Regions from separate parts of the Danio rerio genome. Here region 2 is linked to region 1. The links are chromatin contacts, called in public Hi-C maps. All regions are on one chromosome and are shown on one strand. Each heading gives the region's core, a stretch centred on a gene start, on an enhancer-like site or on the middle of the called end of the contact. The rest is flanking DNA. Distances are from core to core; before and after follow the strand shown.

What was found. Hi-C and Micro-C count contacts between places; a contact is called where the count stands out from the background.
Region 2: a contact with region 1 is called in a Hi-C map of embryo, with 2.5 times the contacts expected there. The contact joins two enhancer-like sites. A contact is called at or near these places in 2 of 18 Hi-C or Micro-C datasets (caudal fin and embryo) and 1 of 4 datasets of contacts at active chromatin or transcription factors (caudal fin).

Annotation. Positions count from the first base shown.
Region 1 is chr14:28,779,409-28,784,393 of GRCz12tu, reverse strand. slit3 (slit homolog 3 (Drosophila)) reads left to right here. Exons shown (of 36, transcript NM_131736.3): 31 at 15-258; 32 at 3,033-3,163. Among named protein-coding and RNA genes, the nearest start is that of mir218a-1, 53 kb to the left of the region's middle. Within about 2 kb of position 2,638, at least 3 of the 62 cell types and tissues checked have an H3K27ac peak or open chromatin away from gene starts, as enhancers often do.
Region 2 is chr14:29,072,199-29,077,183 of GRCz12tu, reverse strand. No RefSeq gene overlaps it. Among named protein-coding and RNA genes, the nearest start is that of arhgef37, 29 kb to the left of the region's middle. Within about 2 kb of position 3,018, at least 4 of the 62 cell types and tissues checked have an H3K27ac peak or open chromatin away from gene starts, as enhancers often do.

The DNA of each region.
Region 1 (4,985 bases), core at 1,389-3,888:
CTCACTTTTTTTAGTGGGCTATTCTGTGAGAATCATCCACCAATGGTATTGCTCCAGAACACAAGTCCATGCGATCAGTCGGATTGTCAAAATGGATCCGAATGTCTGGTCATGGAAGGAGAGCCAGTGTGCCGTTGTCTGCCTGGTTACTTCGGCACTAAGTGTCAAAAAATGGTCACACTGCACTTTCTCGGCAAGGAAGCTTACGTGGAGCTCTCCGGCACCAGGATCCGACCACCCATGCACATTTCCTTCCAGGTACACCTATAACCTGTAACCTTCCTGTAATGCTTTATAATAGATCCCAGATCACCTTCTCTAATATAGACTTCACATTTCAGCCTCAGATAAGTGTGCATATCCTTCACGAGAAGCAATCTAGCTCTGTCATATGTCTTTTTTTTCTCGCATTGCGTGGTCTAAGCCAGCTTTGGCCTCTTTGACATTATGAGAATGTCATCTCTTGTCCACCTGCGTGAATAATTCCTCTCCTGAGGATATATATTATGGTAATGGAGGTTGAGCTGGGCTGTTATCCATGCAATCAGTGGCCCTGTGTAACCGCTAGATCTGCTACAAAAATGAGCCTATCTTCTCACCGTCGGGAGGGCAAGCTAATGTTAATTAAAGTGGGAGAAATTAAAAAGAGCTCAGGAGCTGGTTATCTCCGTGTGGACGTCAGCATCTCTTAGTTTTAGCATCTTTGTTGAACTAGAGGTCTTTGTGAGCTAAGTACAAGTACATTGGTAGTACTCAGTGCTGCTTTTTAATCTGAGTGGGATTTTTCACAAGCAGGAAACAAGATTAGTGAAGTGTTAAAAGAAAACTGTGAAATCCTTGACAATACATCTGGTGTAAAGATTCATTTTTGTCAGTCTGATCACAAGTGGATGTCACTAAACACAGGTGTAAACAGAGTTTAAAATGATTGAAGTTTGGCTTTTGACCACGATCAAGGATGAATGGAAACTCAGTCACATGCATTGCTTTCATTTGCAAAGTGTACTGTAAACGTAGTGTAAATGCATTCATAAAGCCATGAAAGATCATCTGTTCTATGACTAAACACTTGATTGTTTTAGGTCACATTGTACTAGGTTGTACTAAAGCACACATATCATGACTGAAATGTTAGATTGGAACCATATTAGTCTTAAAAATAATACATTTTCAAAATAACACAATTCTTATACAGTATACAAAAGTTTGTTCAAAACACAATGATAAAACACAAGTAAAAGCATAAATATTTCGGCAATTCGTCACACGAATGCGTCTTGCCTGCTGTAAATAAATGGAAAGTGATTGTATGGATATGTTTTTATGTTTAAATGTATATCTTAAGTTCTTGAATTTATTTTAATGTTGCGTTTATCACAATGATGTGATACGTTAGAAAGTCTTCAAATGCCAGTTATAGTATAAGAAAGATGGCTTGGACTAACAACTTTGTTAAACAGCAACTGATTGTTTTTCATTAACTAAAACAACTTTTAATCATAAGGAAATACCTTCGGTTAAAAAAATAAGGCTTTACTTACTTTTTGAGGCTAGTTTTTTATCCACCATGGTGAAATTTATCTTCTTTGTGTACACAGAATGTCTTTAAGGTGGTGGTAGCTGTTTGTAATGCCTGATAGAAGGTTCTCCAAACTCAAGTGATTCCAAGAATTGCCTTTAAAAAGCATGTTAATGTCGGAATAACACTTGCCAAGCTGTAATGGTACTTTGGAAATAAATGCTATATTGAACAATTTAAATACTATAAAAATCTTAGATATCTGAAAATAAAATTCCGGTAAAAAATGTGTATCTTTAAATGTTTATGAGTAGTATCCTCAGACTTGCTGTAAAATATATATTTTTTGTTTAGGTTCTTCTTATTTTATTTACTTACATTTTATTTAGTTTTTTAGACAGAACAGAAAAACAAAACTAAGAAAAAGCAAGTCTCCAGCAAGCTTTTTTTTTTATGTCTAATAGACGTCTAAACAGTCATCTTGGCTAAAACAAGGCTAAAAATCTGGGCTGTCAGTGAAAATCTAATAGATGTCAAATAAACAACAATTAATGACTACATATATAAAGTCTGTCTAATGTTTTGGGCTATTCTTAGAGATCTATAAGATTTTCACTGACAGCCCAAGTTTAGCCTTGGTTTAGCCAAGCTGTCTACATTTAGATGTCTATTAGACATCTATTAAACACAAAATTGTTTGCTGAGTCAGACTTGTAAAATAAAAAACAAAAACAAAACAATATCTATTCAGCACAATTCATCCGCTTTCTCCAAAAACATTAAGAAAAGGTTGCCATATGGTAAATAATCTCTTATATGACCCTTTCAAAGAGCATCAACGTTTTTTGCTGTAAAATATTTCATAAGATTTAACAATATTTTACCTTCTCGCTTTGTTCAGTCGCACCAACTGACTGTGAACAGCCCCTAAAGGACAACACGCAGATTCTGCAGGCGCTTGGGAGCAGCAAATATAGAAAAGCAATCAAATTAGGATGCTTTTTTTATTTCCAGCGTTCTTAGTAAAACTGTGCTAAACAGTGTTAATGACTTGGTCCTCCTGTGACACATCCACTGACAGAAAGCGAATACAGGGACACATTATCTTCTTCATATCCCTCCAGGCTATGAATGTAAGCAGTCCACTCGGCCCCTAGCTGATGTGTGTAGGGGCTTCCACACTCCATAAGCTATCAACTGCTCTTTTCTTTCCCCTCATCCTCCCGGACTAGCGCTTATATATAAACGTGAGCTGTTTTCCATCACAGCTTGCTCTCAGGCGTTTCGTTTGATGCCCTCGACTAAACAGGGAGTTAAGTTCAAGGCCTGCAGCGGTTGTCTTTCAGCGTATGTGTTGCGTCAAAATAGTGTGCTTATCACACACTCTTGATTGTTTTGTACTTTTTTTTCCTTTTAGCCCTCCACCTCGATCACTTCGAGAAGTGTTCCTGCCGTTCTCCTTCACTGAACTTTCAATGTCTCTTTCCCAATTCCCCTCTTTCTGTCTTTGCAGGTAGCCACTGATAAGGATAATGGCATTCTGTTGTATAAAGAGGACCATGACCCACTCGCCCTAGAACTGTACCAGGGACACATCCGTTTGATCTATGACATTTCCAAATACCCCCCAACCACTGTGTACAGGTGAGGATAGAGTGAACATGCACACATACTTGTGGACAGTTTTTATTTTATTGAATACCCTCCTAAAGGTACATCTTTGTACCTTATTTACACTTGAAGTTTTGTTGTAGTACTGTGCATTGTAAAGTTGTAGTAAAGTGCATATTACTATTAGTATGGAAACTTAAGGGGTGGATAATGAACAAAATTATACATTTACTGCTGGCTTTATGAACACTAGAACTACATAGGCAGCTTGACTGTTTTCAATATTTGCAATTTTGATAACTTTGTTGAAATTAAACCCACAAAACTATAATACCCTAACTTTAAAAAAATGTTTATATTCCATTTTAACCTTGTTTTTTTATTAAAATTACAAAAAACAAGAAAATTTCTACCTTTAACTAGCATATCGTTCAAAATGACAGCATGCATTTCAGTGTCTGCTACTTTTCCCCCTGCCTATTTAACTACATCAACGTATACAACTTCAGATATACGTTATTTTTTAAATGTATATCTATAACATATTTCGGTGCCACGAAAAGCTTTCTGCGCTGCTCATGAAAGTGAAAATTAAATTGAGGTGCAGTTATTTGTGCTCCAGTACAAATTTATAGTATGTATAACCAAAAAGACTGTATTATTAGGGTGATGACTTAATGAAATATGACGACAGACATCCAAATTTAATTTTAATATCTAAATGAAAGCTTTTAATATTAACATGACGTGGTAATTCTAATAGTTATAGAATTCTGGTAATTCTTGTGTTAAAATACTATGGTTTAGGGCATAGAAACATGAATATTTTTGATAAATATATGCTACATGTGTAGTTAAAATGGATAGGAAAAGACTTGCATTTCTTTTTGGCAAAATAATTATAATACAATGGGCTGGATTAGACTGGTTGAAAGAAAAGAAACTTATTTTTTGTTATGTTTCACATCATCCAGAAAATAAGAGTACACATTGGTTATTTGCATTTTTTACAGAAATTGTAACAAACACTGGTTGTAAATTGGCAAATTGTCCTTTTAAAAGTAAAATTTTTTAAGACTTAAAGATAAGAAAAGACACTACACCATGCTCTAAGATCATTTGTTGAGAGAAATTAAAATTAAGTTACCTTCCCACATGGCCCAAAAGCATTAAGGACATGTCCGAATCCACTTTTGCTATTTTAAGGACGAAAAAATATTGCCTGCGCTCTGGTGCATGGTCTAACAGGGTTGTGCTTATTTTGTTAATGAGTTACGGGTGTGTTTTGAGCACAGCATGCATTAAACCAATCAGAGTCTCATCCCCCATTCCCTTTACGTGTCAGTTGTGTCGCGCCATGGCACATTTCCTATTTGAATTGCGGACTTTGCAAAACTATATGCTTAATCAGCGTAAAAAAAAAACAGTTAAACGGACTATCTGCAGTGCGAGGATAAAGAAATAGCCTCCTCCATTTGGCCACTTAACTTTCACTTTACTTTTACTCTTAGCTTTACTCCTTTACTTTCGTAAATAAGAAATGGTGATGTACACACTCCACTGAAGACATCCATAAGTCCACATAATTAAATTCCTTTTTTAAGCGCAGATTTGTTTCAAAACTATTTCTAAATTCTGTTCTAATTTTCAGCAAACAAATAAATGAACAATAATAACGAAGTGTGGTCAAATGAGTTATTTCCAAACATGTCTTATGCCCTATATGGTCCAAAACTCAACAGATGGAAAAATATAAACTTGTTTTTATTAAAACAAATATAAATATGCAAATAATAAGTAATACTAATAATAATAATAATAATAACAACATTATACAAATGCAAATTGTCATGAA
Region 2 (4,985 bases), core at 1,769-4,268, 290 kb before region 1:
CAAAGATTGTATATGCAATATGCAAAGAAATATTAACATTTATAAATATCATCTTGGATGTAATGTGTAGTTACATTGTAATTACATAGTAATTACAACCAAGATAAAACTTTTAATTACCTATTACAATGCTATAACAATGTAGTGACTACAACATGCAATATGCAAAGAAACATTTATAAAATTTGTAACTACAATGTTGTACCAATGTAACTATAAAGTTATTACATGGTAGTTACATCCAAAATAAAGTTTGTAATTACATATGTACAGCGTGTATATATAAGTATAAATACACAAATACTGTGAATGAAAGCATTTAGGTCTATAAACATTATTTAGGATGTATTTACAATGCAAAAGCACTGTAATTACAATGTAATGACATAGTAAATACATTTGTAATTACATGTGTACTATGTATATTCATGTATGCAACTATATGTAACCAAAGACTGTCTATGCAATATACAAAGAAACATTTACATTTATAAATATATTCTTTAATGTCACTACAACGTAATTACAATGTAATGACATAATGAGTACAATATAATGACACAGTAATTGCACTCAAGACTAGCTTAGCTAGATTAGCTAACAGTGATTAGCTGTATATAATTAAAGTAAAATAAATGAAAAAATAATGTGATTTTTCTACAAGTGAAGCATGAGCACACACTGCTTTGTATCTTATAAATACAGGCAAGCCTGAAAAATGCACCACCCCTTTAAAACTGTAAAAGAGGAAATAGGAACTCATCGACCTTCCTCCAGTAATTGGCAGTTCATTCTGCTGTGCCGACTGCTGAAGAAGCTAAACCAAAGGAAAGTGAGTGAGATATTTTGATTTTTTTTTTTTTGCTGTTATTTCTTTATTTAAGGGCACACCCAAACCCCAAAGTAGCCTATAGTTTTGCTTCACCTCATACTGCAATAACAGAAGCCACCCAGTGAATATCCAATAGGTTCAAATTTTATAGAATAGGCAACAGTGTCTTGCAGTTTAGATATATTTTAATTGACAATTTGAACATATCACAATCTCACATCAGTTTGTAAAGTTTTGATTAACTGGGTAATTTGTATGAATTTGTATCTCATTTTCTTTTCGGCTTAGTCCCTTAATTAATCCAGGGTCACCACAGTGGAATGAACCGCCATAATTTGTACAATCTAATTGGTACAATTTAATATTATTTTGCCACCTTGGAATTATAAGGTTCTATCTACGTTCTGAAGGATTTTGAGATATTAAGCTTCAAGGTTTTTTGCAATCCATAGCAAACAATATATCTGTAATGTTTGTTTTTTAAAAAAATAAAATGTCTTAAAATGTAAATAACTTTCCCTTCCCATTTACATCCCATTTACATCCCATAATGTAAATAAGTTGTCATTTAATAAGAATATGTCAACAACTCAATTTTGACAAAAATGCCAGATAGATCCTTACAATTCTAAGAGGACAATTTGCTCATGCCCCAGTGTGGGTTAGACTTAGGGGTGGGGTTCAGGAAATGCCTCCTTTTAAAAATTTTACATTTTCATAAAAATTTAATTTTTTGAATTCATATAAATTAGCCACTTTTCTGACAAAAGGTAAAACACTTTTGTTTCCTCATGAGATTGGGCTGACAAGCAGCACACACTGACATATGCAAGGTCGGACATCCTTTCCTATTGGAGGACTGTTTTATGCTACTGAGCTTCACACAGAACATATATACATGTATTTAGACCACTTTAATTATAGATTGCTATCAGGACGTGAAAAGACTTTCAACCAGTATAACGAGAATTGCTTCTTGGAAAAAAGCTTAGCTTTAACACAAACACTATCCCTGCTAGAAAGAGACAATCTTCATGCAGCATTATCAGTATTATAACCACTATTTGTCATTTCTTTGCCAAGCTGATGGTCCGTCTCAGAGGAGAGAAACTGAATTTAAAGTTACAGGGGGAAAAACACATTTATGGACTCTTTGCTCCATATGCTTTCCATGTTTCATTAGCTTTGCCAACTTGTAAATCATCTGTCATGATCCATACTTATCAAGAGTGTATCCAGCATGAAAAATGTATTAGGTTTGAGTGCAGCAAAAGCATTCCATACTCATGTTGTTGCTATAAATTGTAAAGCATACCAATTTAAAGTGCGTTATTTTGCTATATGTGTTGATTTAAGAGCCTCTCGTTTTTGCACCCCGGATTACTTTCCTCATGTTTTAATCTTTTATGGGCTCATTTCTGCAAAGAGCTCTTGCCCATTTCACTCTCTCACCTGGAATTACAAATGATTAATCCTTTAGCCAGGCGCTTACCTCAGCTGTTTGCACATAAACTTGCCACAGGCCAGGATGAAGTGTGTGTGTGTGTTTGTGTTTGTTTTACCATATCTCCAACACCCTGGCTTTTCCTGACAACAGATTTGAGACAAAAGTGCTTTTTGAAGGGGAGCACTAAAGACTTGTTCCCCCGTTGACAGCGTATGGGTGTGTGGACTGCAGCAAGGCACGTTTCCTCTATCGCGAAAGATAATCGAGGAGGGAAGGTGACTATCATCGCCAGCGTTCCAGCTCTTTCCCCTTCCTTTCCCTTTTCAGGATGTCAGCCCAGTTCCCCCTGGCTGAACTACAGAGGAGTCGGCGATCTTGATCTCGTTGCTGCATAATGCTCTCGTTTGCGGTCAGATCTCCAGTGCTGACAGAAGCCGAGTCAACAAAAGGGCATTTGTTTGTGCAACACCTTTAATAATTATCGCTTTTCTGAATGACGACTGTTGCTAAAGCACAATAAAGTAAATACACCTCTGATGGGCTTGCGGGTGATACGTGTAATCTACCTGCTGATGGAGGAGATTCACAGGAGAAGGGTAGATACGTTCTGGGAGAGCCCCTCAACTAGCTGATAACACACTTGAGTGAATGTTTTCCGATGTTGCCATGCGCAGCTTCCTTTGATCCGCTGTGGTCTGTCTCTCTCCTCGAAGGCCATTCATCTATGTTGTCACACTGCTGTTTACTCCGTTGCTAGTGCTGCCAATGTTGTTGTTGTGGCCCTGCATTTTAAGAGCTCTGTAATGAGAAGGAGGCAATGCTTTGTGAGATTTTTTTCAAAGATTACCAGTCCTGGCATGAACCTCAGCAGCGTTTTACTCTAGAATCCAGACCCTATTATGAGGGGTGTGATGTCTTTGTTTCCTATAATGGAGATAATAAAAATGGAGCACAATGTTAGGGCAAATGTCAATGGGATAGAGTTTGCCTATTATTTTGGATTAGTTTCCACTGTTTGTAGATGCTCATTAGAATACATTTACATGAACGCCTTTTGTTTTAATAGTATTGGAGTCCATAGAAATCAAAGTGTATTAACACTATGCACAGTTCGGTTGGGTGGCCCTGGCCTAGTTGGAAGATGTGTGTCAGGATTCCGCCACTATGGTCTTGTTAATTCTTCTTTTTTTGGCAGAGTCCAGACAGTAGTCCTGTCTTGTCTTGTATGTTGTGCTCGGCTCAAGCATTCTTGGGTTGAGCACACATTTTCTGTCATTGTGTGTTTGGCTGCGCTTGGGCTGTGTGCGTTACAGCTTGATGCGTTTGCGATGCACGCTCTCATCCTGGTGTTTGTGTTCATTCTGTCTGCCATATGGTGTTTCATTCCCAACGTCTCAGTCTAGTTGGTTTTAGCTTTGGTTATTGTTGGAATGAAACAAGCACGTTGCATGTGTGAGTGCACGGTGAGTGTTTTCATGTATTGTATACTCGTGTCATGCGTTTAGTCTGTTGGTGTTGTGTTTCGCACGTGGTACATGTTTACATGCGCCATGTAATTCAGTGTCTCATGTGAACACATGGTTAATGAGTTCTAGTCTCATTTAATGTAATCACATGGCTTGTGTTGTTTCATTGTGTAATGTGCTCCTGTCTATTGTCTAGTCCCAGACTCCTTGTAACCCATAGTTTATCCTGTTCACCTGTCTGTTTGTTAATTATTTTTGCTTATATTCTCCTTATGTTTGCTGTCCTGTGTCAGTTCCTCGACGTATCCTGCCTGGTCCTGTCTTTTAGCCCTGATCCCTGCCAGCCTGCCCAGTCTAGTTTGTTTTGTTTGTTTATTTTTTTTGTTAATGTTTTCCCCCTCGGGGTAGTTTGCTTTGCCTTTTATCTTATTATAATTAAAAAACCCATTTTCTTGCACTTGAGTGCTCGCTCCTTTTCCCCCTCACCGAATATGACAATGTGGGCCAGAGTGTGGTTTGGTTTCACTAGGGAATGTACGCTTGTAGCTCAAAAACTGAAGCGTGAGGTCACTTTTAATATATATAGTTGTAGAAACATTTGTACTGTATTGGGTCATTTCTTTATATTACTAATGTTGTTGTATTTTCTCTTAAGTACTTGTCTATATGTTTCAAAAACACTATTATAGTAAATGGTATGTACTATAAGTTACTATAGTATTTTTTTTCCCTGTGTGTATAGAGACAACCAAAATAACCAGCAAACCAAAATTCCATTAAATGAAAAAGAAACAATAACAAAATGTGATACTTTGTGCCGTAATGTGTACAACATTGTCCTGCACGACTTGACAGATGATATGTGAAGGGCGGATTTTAGAAAAAACATGACATTATGATCCAATGTCAACAGCTTCTTTCATGCATATGTCAATACACAATTGATACAGTAAATCACTGTGCATGTGCAGAACTTTACGGATTGTACTATGTCAGTGTCAATCTAAACAACTGTCTTATTTTAAATGGTTTAAACTTACTTAAAATGTTTACCTCTTGTAATCCAAAAGTAATTTTTAAATCTTATTTGGCAAATTAATTTTGACAGATTACACAAGATTTTTTATTTGTACTAGGCTACTACTAAGATTACAAATGGACTTCCATCTTTGTGTTCAACAGATAGAGATCTAAATGTAGAAGCTTTGACTAAAACAAGGCTAAATTTTGGGCTTTCAGT